2 separate regions of the Mus musculus genome follow, and region 2 is linked to region 1. A link is a contact called in public Hi-C data. All regions are on one chromosome and are shown on one strand. The core of a region is the stretch at or near the end of the contact, and the rest is flanking DNA. Distances in the headings are between cores, read along the strand shown. Region 1 has its middle 67 kb from the start of Gm9733. Region 2 holds the start of Sirpb1a (signal-regulatory protein beta 1A).

Region 1 (5,609 bases), core at 1,749-4,248:
ATTTTTATTCAAGAGTGCTCTCGGGCCCATAGTCATACACCACGCAGGGGTAGAGGACTGTGGCGCCCCAGTAGCTGGGTAAGTGGGTATTTAAAGGAAGAAACCACAACTCAAGGTAGTGGGGATGGTGTTGTTGGAAAATACCAAAGATAACAGTTAAGAGTCCCAAGGAACTGCAAAGTCACAAGAGTCACAAGGAATACCTGGTAATTGTGCAGGTCATCTCTCAAGACAGCTTCTAAGAACCCCTAACAATAGCACATTTGCATAGTGGGTTCCAGCAATGGTCAGGGTGACTTTCTTTGAATGAACACTCTTTGAACCCAGGAAGCAGGTGGGTGGAGGAATGTCACTATCTGTTTTATGATTAGCATACCTTAGAGCAATGAGTCACAGAGGTCACATTCCTAAGCCTGGGCCTAAAGGCCTAGAATTTTGTTTTTACGTTATACTTTCAGGAGAATATTATTCAGCTACTAAAAGCAAACATATTATCAATTTTGCTGTTAAAGGAATAGAACTTAAGAATATCATCCTGAGTGAGGTATTCTAGTCATAAAATGTATGATATGTACTCATAAGTGGATATCAGCCTTCAATATAGGTACCATGCTATGCTGCACAGACTCAAAGAAGATAAATAAGAAGGAAGGCACAATCCAGGATGCTTGAATCTCACTTAGAAGAGGGAATAGTCATATGTGGCAGATGGAGGGAGGGTAGAGGGTTAGGGAGAGTAATGAAGGCATTCAGGATCAGGTGTAGGGAAAGACAGAAAGGATGGATAGATGGCCATGAAAGTAATTGAAAATCTGCAACTGACAGGGGTGAGGAGGTGGGAGACATTTCCCAGGCAAGACAGAGACCTGAGATAAGGAAGGTACTCAAGAATCAATGGGGGTGAATCCCAACATTGGGGATATAAAACCTGAAGAGGCCATCTCCTATAGCCAGATAGGACCCCCAGTTGAGCAATAAAGACACCAACCTACACACAAAACTTTCAAACCAAAATTTATCCCGATTACAAGAAATGCAGGCAGGGGAGAGGGACCAGTAACTTAGTGAATGGCCAACTAATAACCAGCCCAGTTTGAGACCCATCCCATAGGCAAGCAGCAATCCCTGACACTCTTAATGATACTCAGTTATGCTTGCAAATGTGAGCATGTTGTCCTGTGAGAGACTCCACTCAACTGCTGACTCAGACAGATACAGACACCCACAGCCAAAGAGTGGATGGAGCTTGAGGACTCTTTTGGAAGAACAGGGGGAAGGATTGTGTGTCCAAGAGGGGATAGGAAGTGGAGGTAAAAAGATACCAGTCCACAAAACTTTAAACCCAAAATTTATCCTGACTACAAGAAATGCAGGAGCAAAGATGGAACAGAGAATGAGGGAATGACCCACCAATAATTGGACCAACTTAAGACCCACACCATGGGCAAGCACCAAACCCTGACACTCTTAATGATGCTCTGCTATGCTAGCAGATAGGTGCCTAGCATAACTGTCCTCTAAGAGATTCTACCTAAGAGCTGACTGAAACAGATGTAATGACCCACAGGTAAACATTGAGCAGAGGTTGGGGACTCTTAGGGAAGAGTTGGGGGAAAGACGGAAGACCCTAAAGGAAATAGGATCTATACAGGAATACTAATGAAGCCAACTAAACTGGACCCTTGGGAACTCACAGAGACTGAGCCACCACCTAAAGAGCATACACTGGCTAGACAGAGGCCCCAGACACATATGTAGGAGATGTGCAGCTCAGTCTTCATGTGGGTCCCCCAACAACTGGAGCAGGTGTGGTCCCCAAATCTGTTGCCTGACTAAGGAAACAGTTCCCCATCAGGGTGCCTTATCTGGTCTCAGTGGAGAGGATGTGCCTAGTCTAACCCTGGGGAAACTTGATGTGTCAGTGTGGGAGGATACCCAGGTAGTTCCCACCCTCTTAGAGGAGTGGGGATGGGGAGAGGGACTTCATGAAGGGAGAATGGAAAGGCAGTGATTGTGATGTAGATAGATAGATAGATAGATAGATAGATAGATAGATAGATAGATAGATAGATAGATAGATAGATAGATAGATCATCCAGCTTCTGGATCTATGCATAAGCACTGGCCTTTTGGTAAGATAGTTTATATATTCTTTATATATTCTTCCCCTAAGTCTCATGTTAGAATTCTGTCTTTCACAAAAGTTGCAACTGCACTGAATTGTATGAAGGGACTGTGTATGAAGAAGAGGGTAAAACAGCAGATAAAAATCCCAAAATTACTTTAAAATATTTTGGCAAGATATATTGAAAGCAATGTGATTTGAATCTTATAGATTCTTAATAGTGTGTGCAGAGGCTTGGGAAATCATTAGTTTGGGGCTTTGAAATTTTATCTTACAAAAGAATTTAATGGTATTATGACAGCATTGTTAAAAAAGATATTCATCTAAAAAAATAAAGTTCTTGGCACACAAACAATGCATAATGAGTGATAGCTAATTTTATTGTTCTACCAACTAATGATCATTTATAGTTCCTTCAGTGTCAACAAACTTTGAAATGGCTTTCAAAATAAACACAAGTAGGCCCTAACTTGCTTCAGTTGTCAACTTGATACAACTTAGAAATTATCTCAATTGATGAACTATCTATATTTTCCAGTGAGCATATCTTTGAAGCATTGTTCTGACTGCACATTGCTGTAGAAGGACTTCACCCTCTTTGGCTGTCACCATTCCCTGATAGGTAGTCTGGCCTTGAATGAGAAAGCTAAATAACTAACGACGAGTCTGAAAAAGTGACCTGCTTGAGTCCTTTCCCTACTTCACAGAGACTATAAAATAAACCAACCAATCACATCATCGTTTCAAGTTTTTCTTTACTAAACATATTATCTTGACAGCTTAAATGATTAGAAATATCAGCATTGCAGTGAACTCTGGGAGAGCCACACATTTCATAAGCTTTGAACATATTCCGCCATCTTCTGGTAGTGTATGGTATTGCAATCAAATGTCAACATGGTGTCCTTCAGCTGGTTTGTATATTTAGCCTGAAGAACTCCCAGATTATTTCCTAATAAGCATAGTAAGACCCAATATATTTTTGCTCCGTAGTGTTACAAATCATGCTTATATTTTCAAGTAAGATAAAAACAAGTTTCTTCTGAATCCTAATATCATCTTTCACCAGTCTCCTACACACTTGGATTTTGTCTTGATTCATTATGTGCCCTAAGAGCTCTTATCTTCCTAGTTGCCCTAAGAGCTCTTATCTTCCTAGTTACTCTTTCACTCTTTTTCAAGTTTCCATGCTTCCATGATGTATCTTGTTATAACCTTTGTCATTATTTTAAAAGTCTGTCTGCAATTCCTCTTTCCGATGGTGTAGATAGGGTGAGATACGTTTATACTTGAAGACTCCTATGTGTGTGTAACATAATACCAAGATCAGAGATCAAGCTCAGGGAAAATACAGTCATCTTCTCGTCGTAATACATATGATAATGCTTCTTATTGTCCAAAATGGGAGGCACTGTGGATCTACTCAGCTGCAGTGGTCAGTTGTTGGTTAGAGACTCCAGATCATAGCAGAACAGAAAACAGAGCTGTACTTAAAGAGCCCACAAGTTATTTATAGATAGTACCTTCTAAAGGTTTCAAAGTTTCCAAAATTAGCTTTTAGAGCTGAAGATCAGACATTCAGCACAAAAACCTGTAGGGAAGATTTGAGACACAAACCCTAACAGAAATTATTTCAAATCCAAATTATTGTGTATTAATTGAATAAAACAGTATTACTTCAAAACTGAATTCCTAAATTATTGTCTTCCTTGCTCTGCTTTCCATGGTCTTGTTTATTTTTATTTTATTTTCCTTTCAGTGTTTTATGAAATGGTGCTTTTAGTACTAACTACTGGACTTGTTTGAAGAAATACTATACACAATCGTTCCAATGATATAGAGTCATCATATTTCTCATATTAATTGATAAAAGTTATTTTATTTCTATTTCAGAAATAACTACTTAAATGATTAGATATAGCAACCCTTATTTAGTTGTTTGTTTGTTTGTTTTTCCATTGTAAATGTTTTTGAAGTATTTTATATATTTCACTTGAGTCAAATAGGAAAGCAGAAAAGGTATAAGGGAGAGAGAGCAGCTAGAAGGTAAAATTATCACACAAAATAAAAACCTTTTAAAGTTAAATATCAAATTACAAATAACAATGTGTTAAAGCTGAATTTCCTGTTTGAGTCTCAGTTTTCTAATAATCTATTGAAAGAAGTAAGTATGTGTATGCCTCAAAGTTCACAGGGAATTAAAACAAAAATGCATTCTAGTTAGTTGCCATAGATAGCTTCTATGCTTCTCAAGTACATCCCAAAGTAGCTTTTTGCTACGGCTTTGTTGTTTGTAGTGGTGATTCCAGATTGCACTCCTGATCAATACCTAAATAAAGGTTGCCCACAACCCATTTGAGGATACATGCTTCAGTCAGCAGTGCGGCTGTACCAGCAAGTGCATGATATGCAAGGAGCAGGTGTCAGTTTCAACCTCCACATTTAGATAGGATGAGTGTCACCTTTGGGGCTACCTGAAATATTCTCTTTAGAAATTAGGTCCTGCTGCATTGCTCAAAATAGAAGGCAAAGAAAGTCACCCAAATGCAATAACAAATGCCATGAATCATTGTATTTGAAAAACTATGGTGTTTATGCTGAAATTACTCCAATATAAAAAACCTTGTAACGGTTTTGGACCGAATTAACCTGTGTAAAATTAATACTTCAGTTTTAGTAGCAGTTTGTGGATCACTTGTTGAAACTGACTTTGATAGTTGAAGTAAAGTAAGTCTCTAGACGGTCCTTCAATAAGTATCAGAACGCAGGCTTGTTCGCCTATTAAAGGTAAACCTCGACTAGAGAAAAGCTGTTCTCACCTGCTTCCTGTGACACTACAAAGGTTTGGCATAGATGGGAGGGATGAGGACTCTAGTGCTAAAGCCTTGTCCAACTACCTATCCTGCCTTTTTGAGGTCAACAGCTCCAGCATTTATCAGTGAACAGAGAGACTCCAATAGGCAGTGCCTGAGATCACTTCATGTTTGAAACACTATCCAGGGGATTAATTCATGGGTTCATTTAGTAGTTTCCCTCTGGATGCCAACAGGGGATTCCCTGTTCTTGTAAACCTTCTAAATTTGTATCCCTGGATATGGCCCTGTTACCTGCTTGTCATTACTGCTCTGGCCACACTTTAGACCAACATAGAAGAGCCCCACTCAGTGGGGCCAGGGCTGGCTTCAGGATTAGCTGAAGAACGTTAGTGCTTGGCACCTTTGCATTTCTGTGACTTTAGCTGTTCAGAACATTCTCTGCCACAGAGGACCCATCCTCCCATCCTCTGAGTGGCTTGTGGTCAACAGAAGATGAGCAGGGGATTCATGGGGTCCAAGAAGGTGTTTCAAGTCCCCTTAGGAGACACGATCACTCACAAGACAAAAGAGAACATCGAAGAGAAAGGAATTAGAACAATACCATATGTCCATGCACACTGACCAGCAGCAATTAGGTGGCTCATTTTCCTAGGGAGCATTGAACTGTA
Region 2 (5,609 bases), core at 811-3,310, 160 kb before region 1:
CCCTACTATTTGGATATATTTTATTCTCAGTATAAGAACCAAGGGCACAGAAGGCACAAATTCAGCCATACAAGTACATTTCAATTCCCTACTTGTTTAGTGTGTAATATCATGACACTGGACAAAGATTCATGGACAATTCATAATGTGACTAAAAGAAATCTTTTCAAAGTTAACTTTCATATGCTTCCAGAACAACAACATCATATTCCACTAGAAGTATTTCACCTTAGCAAAAATGAAACAATTAGAGTTCAGAAACCTAAGGTGAAAGACATCACAGTGGCTAAATCAGCCTTTGGCTCAGCCTTGCCAGACTTTGCCAAACAGATGTGCTGGCTTCATGGTTCTTGCTACATTTTATTAGTCATTTCTGTGCTACCCATGGGGCAGCATAAAGTAGGAAATTGCTCAATTGAGGTTCCTGTTTTCGGCTGCTGAGTTCACAGTCAAGATTAACATTTGCACACACTGAAATACCAAATCAAATAGTATTTATTTATTGATTGATTGATTCATTCATTCATTCATTTTATTGGTTGTTTTATTTCTTACAATTCAAATGTTATTCTGCTTTTATTTCCCCTCCACAAATCCTCCATCCCATCCCCCTCCCCTGCCTCTATGAGGAGGCTCCCCTACCCACCCACCTTCCACCTCAGCACCCTAGTATTCCCATACGCTGGGTCATTGGGCCCCCACAGGACCAAGTGGCTACCATCCCATTGATGCCTGATAAGCAGGGACTAATCCACCAACCAAAGAGTACACATGGGAGGATTTACAGCTACAGCTGGATATGTAGCAGAGGATTGCCTTATCTGGCAAACAGCTCTTATATATGCATTACAGGAAATAAATTGTATCTTGAGGCTTAGCTTTCCTGCTCATTTTTCTACACACATATCTGAGATTGATAAAGACACTTATACCCCTCTTTCCCTAGTTCCTATCTGCATATAGTAAGAATTGAAATATCTTATTTCTGTCTAAAATGGACTCTGACATCATTGTGTCACTATGTCCTCCCTGGCTCCAAAAATAAGCTATTTAATATTCTTTGCAGTATACCATTTCAAACTCCATTAAGCATATACTTACTAAGGTGTTCCCATTTGCTATCTAGAAAAAATCAAAATAATATGACTGAATACCTTGCCAAAAACAATTTAAGAGATCATGGGTGTTTTGGGGCTGAGAACTCCAAAAACAGTTCCTCATTGCAAAGACGTCAGGGTGGCAAGATCTTGATGCAGGGTGTCACATTATATCCACAGACAGCAGCAGAGACCAATGTATTAATGCATGCATGCTAGTATTCAACTGGCTCTATTTTACACTTCAAGATGCTCTATGTAGGACAATATTTGACACAAAATTAAGATGAGTTTTCCCAAATCAGTTAAGTAGAGATAATCCCTTACAGATGGGCTAAGATAGAGTCAGACTTAGACAATTTCTCACTGATGTCTCTTGTGGCTTCCTTCTTTTGTGAGAAGTTGGCAATTGATACTAATTATAACATAATTTACTGTGCTTGTGTAGCAAAAAGACTCCTAAGTTTCTCTTGGACTACATTTACTGATATCAGTAAAAGATATACAAGGGATCATTCCCAGAGAACCACTGCTTTATTCCAGCTTTGGGCTGATCTTACAAATATTATATGAGACAAACTGAGAACTTTATGTGACACTGAGAAAGAATATGACACAAATCAACAACATCTAGGATCTTAGGTGTTTGGGAAACATTCTTTTGTACTGGATTCTAACTGGTGTGTTACCAAGACAAGACACTTGAGACAACATGGCACAAGCTCAGGGTCAAAAGAAAGAGAAAGGATTATGTTATGCATATCGGAGTCCCTCTAAAAACAAATTGTAAATAAGAACTCCTTCCCTGAAGCTGAATGCAACACTGTTTAGCTATTTCAATATAAGCAGTATGGTTCCTTTTTTCACATAACATTGAAGTAATCTTTATGCAGAATAAGTCACAATACTTCCTTTCTCTACATGTAAGAACCTGAGATCTCATGAGAACTGATTCTGGTCCCAACAGGGTTCTTAACACCAACCATGCTTCTCCTAGATGCCTGGACCCACATTCCTCACAGTGTCCTGCTGTTGATCCTGCTTCTGGGATTTAAAGGTGAGCATGCCCCAACAATAGTATCATCTCCCTGTCTCAGAGCTACTCTTACCATTGAAAGTAAAGGATTCCAGTTAATTACCTGAACTGTCACAGGAGAGGTAAGAACATTGTCTCTTATAATAGAGCCAGAATTTTGAGCACTGCCTGAACTGGAATGTGAGCTTATAGCTTTGATACATAGAGTAGAAATGATTCATCCATAATATTTTCCACATATCCCTGCTCTTCATGACCCCCTCCAGTGAGCTTTAGTTCCTTCTATTTGTTTCAAACAGGACTAATAATAATCCGCATGGTGCCAGTATGTTGTCAGGTTTTTCTTTTTCTTTTCCTTCTTTCTATTTATTGATTATTTTATTTATTTAGCTTTCAAATTTTATCCCTCTTCTAAGATCCCCTTTGCAAACCCCTATACCATTCCCCCTGCTTGTATGAGAGTGCTCCCAAACAAACCCACCCACCCACTCCCATCTCACCACCCTTGCATTCCCCTACACTGGCCCATCAAGCCTCCATAAGGCCAAGAGGCTCCCCTCCCATTGATACCAGATAAGGCAATCCTCTGCTGTATAAGCAGCTGGAGCTATGTGTCCCTCCATGTGTATTCTTTGGATGGTGATTTAGTCCTTGGGAGCTCTGAGGTTGGGAGCTCTGGTTTGTTGAAATTGCTGTTCTTCCTATAGGGTTGCAAACCCCTCCAGCTTCATCAGTCCTTCCCCTAACTCCTCCGTTGTGAGTCCCTGTGCTCAGTCCAATGTTTGTGAGCATTGTCATACATATTGGATAGGCTCTGACAGAGCCTCTCAGGGGACAACTATAACAGGCTCCTGTCAGCAAGCAATTCTTGGCATTAGCAGTAGTGTCTAGGTTTGATGTCTGCAGATGGGATGGATCACTAGGTAGGGTAGTCTCTGGATGGCCTTCCTTTTAGTCTCTGCTCCATTCTTTATCCCTGTAGGACAGGAACAATTCTGTGTTAATATTTTTGAGATGGGTGGGTGGCCAATCCCTCAACTGGGGGTTGTGCCTAACCTCTGGATATAGTCTCTATAGGTTCTCACCTTTGTTGGGTATTTCAGTTTATGCCATTCCTATTGGGTCTTGAGAGCCTCTTACATTCCTGGAATCTGGCACTTTCAAGTGGCTACACCCAGTTCTCTATTTGCTGCTGCTACACATATCCTTTCATTTTCCGGACCCTCTGTATTTCTACTCCTATACCTGATCCTGTCACTTTTTTTCCCTCCTCCTACTCCTTCACCTCTCTCTCTCCCTCCCTCCCTCCCTCCCTCCCTCCCTCCCTCCCTCCCTGGTCTCTCCTTCCATCTATCTACCTCCCCTGATTATTTTGTTTCCCCTTCTAAGAAGAACTGATGCATCAATACCTAGGTTCCTTCTTTTTCAGCTACACATGGTCTGTGAGTTTTATTGTGTATATTCTGAGCTTTTTGCCTAATATCCACTTATCAGTGAGTACATACCATGTGTGGTCTTTTGTGATTGAGATATCTCATTCAGGATGATGTTCTTTAGTTCCATCCATTTGCCTGTGAATTTCATGAAGTCATTGTTTTTAATAGCTGAGTAGTACTCCATTTTGTAAATGTACCACATTTTCTGGAACCATTCTTCTGTTGTCACCTGAATTTTTATTTTAGCCATTCTGACTGTTGTGAGGTGGAATCTCAGTGTCATTTTGATTTTCATTACCCAGAAAGTAAAGATGATGAACATTTCTTTAGGTTCCTTTTGGCCATTTTAGATTCCTCAGTTAAGAATTTTTTGTTTAGCTCTGTACCTCATTTTTCAATAGTGTTATTTTATTATCTGGAGTCTACCTTCTTGAGTTCTTTGTATATTCTGCATATAAGCCTTTTATCACATGTAGTGTTGGTAAAGATTTTTTCCTAATATTTCCAATCTTTTATCAGATGTAGGGTTGGTTAAGATTCTTCCCAATCTAGGTTGCAATTTTTGTCCTATTGAAAGTGCCTTTTGCCTTACAGAAGATTTTCAATTTTTGTGAGATCTCATTTGTCAATATTTGATCTTAGAGCCTGAACCATTGATGTTCTGTTCAGGAATTGTTCTCTGGTACTTACGTATTTGAAGCTCTTTCCTACTTTCTCTTTGATGAGATTTAGTTTATCTGTTTTTTGTTGTTGTTGTTTTGTTTTGTTTTGTTTGAAAGAAAATGAAATTAATAAAGCTGCTATACAAAAGATAATAAAATGTGCATGCATGTGGCTTACTCTCTGTGATAATTACCAGAAGAATGTGTTCTTTATTGTTCACAGATACAGTCAGATTTTTTATTAGATATTTTCTTTATTTATGTTTCAAATGTTATCCCATTTCCCAGTCGTCCCCCACCAGAAACCTCCTGTTCTATACCCTTCCCCCTGCTTCTATGCTGGTGTTCTCCAATCCACGCACCCTTTACCATTTTCCTGCCTTCGAATTCCCTTACACTGGGGCCTCAAGCCTTCATAGTAGTAAGGGTCTCTCCTCCCATTGGTGCCAGACAAGGCCATCCTCTGCTACATATGTGGCTGGAGCTGTTGGACCATGTGTACTCCTTGGTTGATGGTTTAGTCCCTGGGAACTCTGGTTGGTTGATATTGTGGTTCTTCCTATGAGTTGCAAACCACTTCAGCTCCTTCAGTTTTTTCTCTAACTTCTCTATTGGGGACCCCATTCCAATGGTTGGCTGTGAGCATTCTCCTCTGTATTTCTCAGGCTCTGGCAGAGCCCCTCTATAGAGACAGCTATAGCAGGCTACTGTCAGCAAGCACTTCTTGGCATCCACAATAGAGTCTGGGTTTGGTGACTTCATATGGGATGGATCTCCAGGTGGAAAATTCATTGGATGACATTTGCTTCAGTCTCTGCTACATACTTTGTCTCTGATTTTGCTAATATGGGCATTTTCTTCCCCTTTCTAAGAAGGACTGAAGCACTCACACTTCTTCTTGAGCTTCATGTGGTCTATGAATTGTATTTTGGGTATTTTGAGTCTTTGGGATAATATCCAGTTATCTGTGAGTGAATACCATGAGTGGTCTTTTGTGATTGGGTTACCTCACTCAGGATGATAATTTCTAGTTTTATCCATTTACTTAAGAATTTCATGAAGTCATTGTTTCAATCACTGAGTAGTAATCCATTGTGTAAATTTACCTTATTTTCTGGATCCATTCCTCTGTTGAACGACATCTGGGTACTTTCTACCTTCTAGCTATTGTAAATAAAGCTTCTATGAACTTAGTGAAGCATGCATTTTTGTTATATTATGGAGAATATTTTAGGTACATGCTCAGGAGTGGTATAGCTGGGTGCTCAGGTAGTACTATGTCCAATATTTTGAGGAACTGCCAAAATGATTTCCAGAGTGGTTGTACCAGCTTGCAATCCTACCAGCAATGGAGGAGTATTCCTCTTTCTCCACATCC

The links. Hi-C and Micro-C count contacts between places; a contact is called where the count stands out from the background.
Region 2: a Hi-C map of bone marrow-derived macrophages shows a contact between it and region 1, with 21 read pairs. The contact joins the promoter of Sirpb1a here to the enhancer-like site in region 1. A contact is called at or near these places in 1 of 484 Hi-C or Micro-C datasets (bone marrow-derived macrophages) and 2 of 9 other capture datasets (adipose tissue and liver).

Annotation. Positions count from the first base shown.
Region 1 is chr3:15,262,035-15,267,643 of GRCm38.p6, reverse strand. No RefSeq gene overlaps it. Among named protein-coding and RNA genes, the nearest start is that of Gm9733, 67 kb to the left of the region's middle. Within about 2 kb of position 2,998, at least 2 of the 459 cell types and tissues checked have an H3K27ac peak or open chromatin away from gene starts, as enhancers often do. A contact at or near this core is called in bone marrow-derived macrophages, where this site is marked.
Region 2 is chr3:15,422,878-15,428,486 of GRCm38.p6, reverse strand. Sirpb1a (signal-regulatory protein beta 1A) reads left to right here and starts at 2,060. Exons shown (of 6, transcript NM_001002898.1): 1 at 2,060-2,154. The coding sequence starts at 2,082.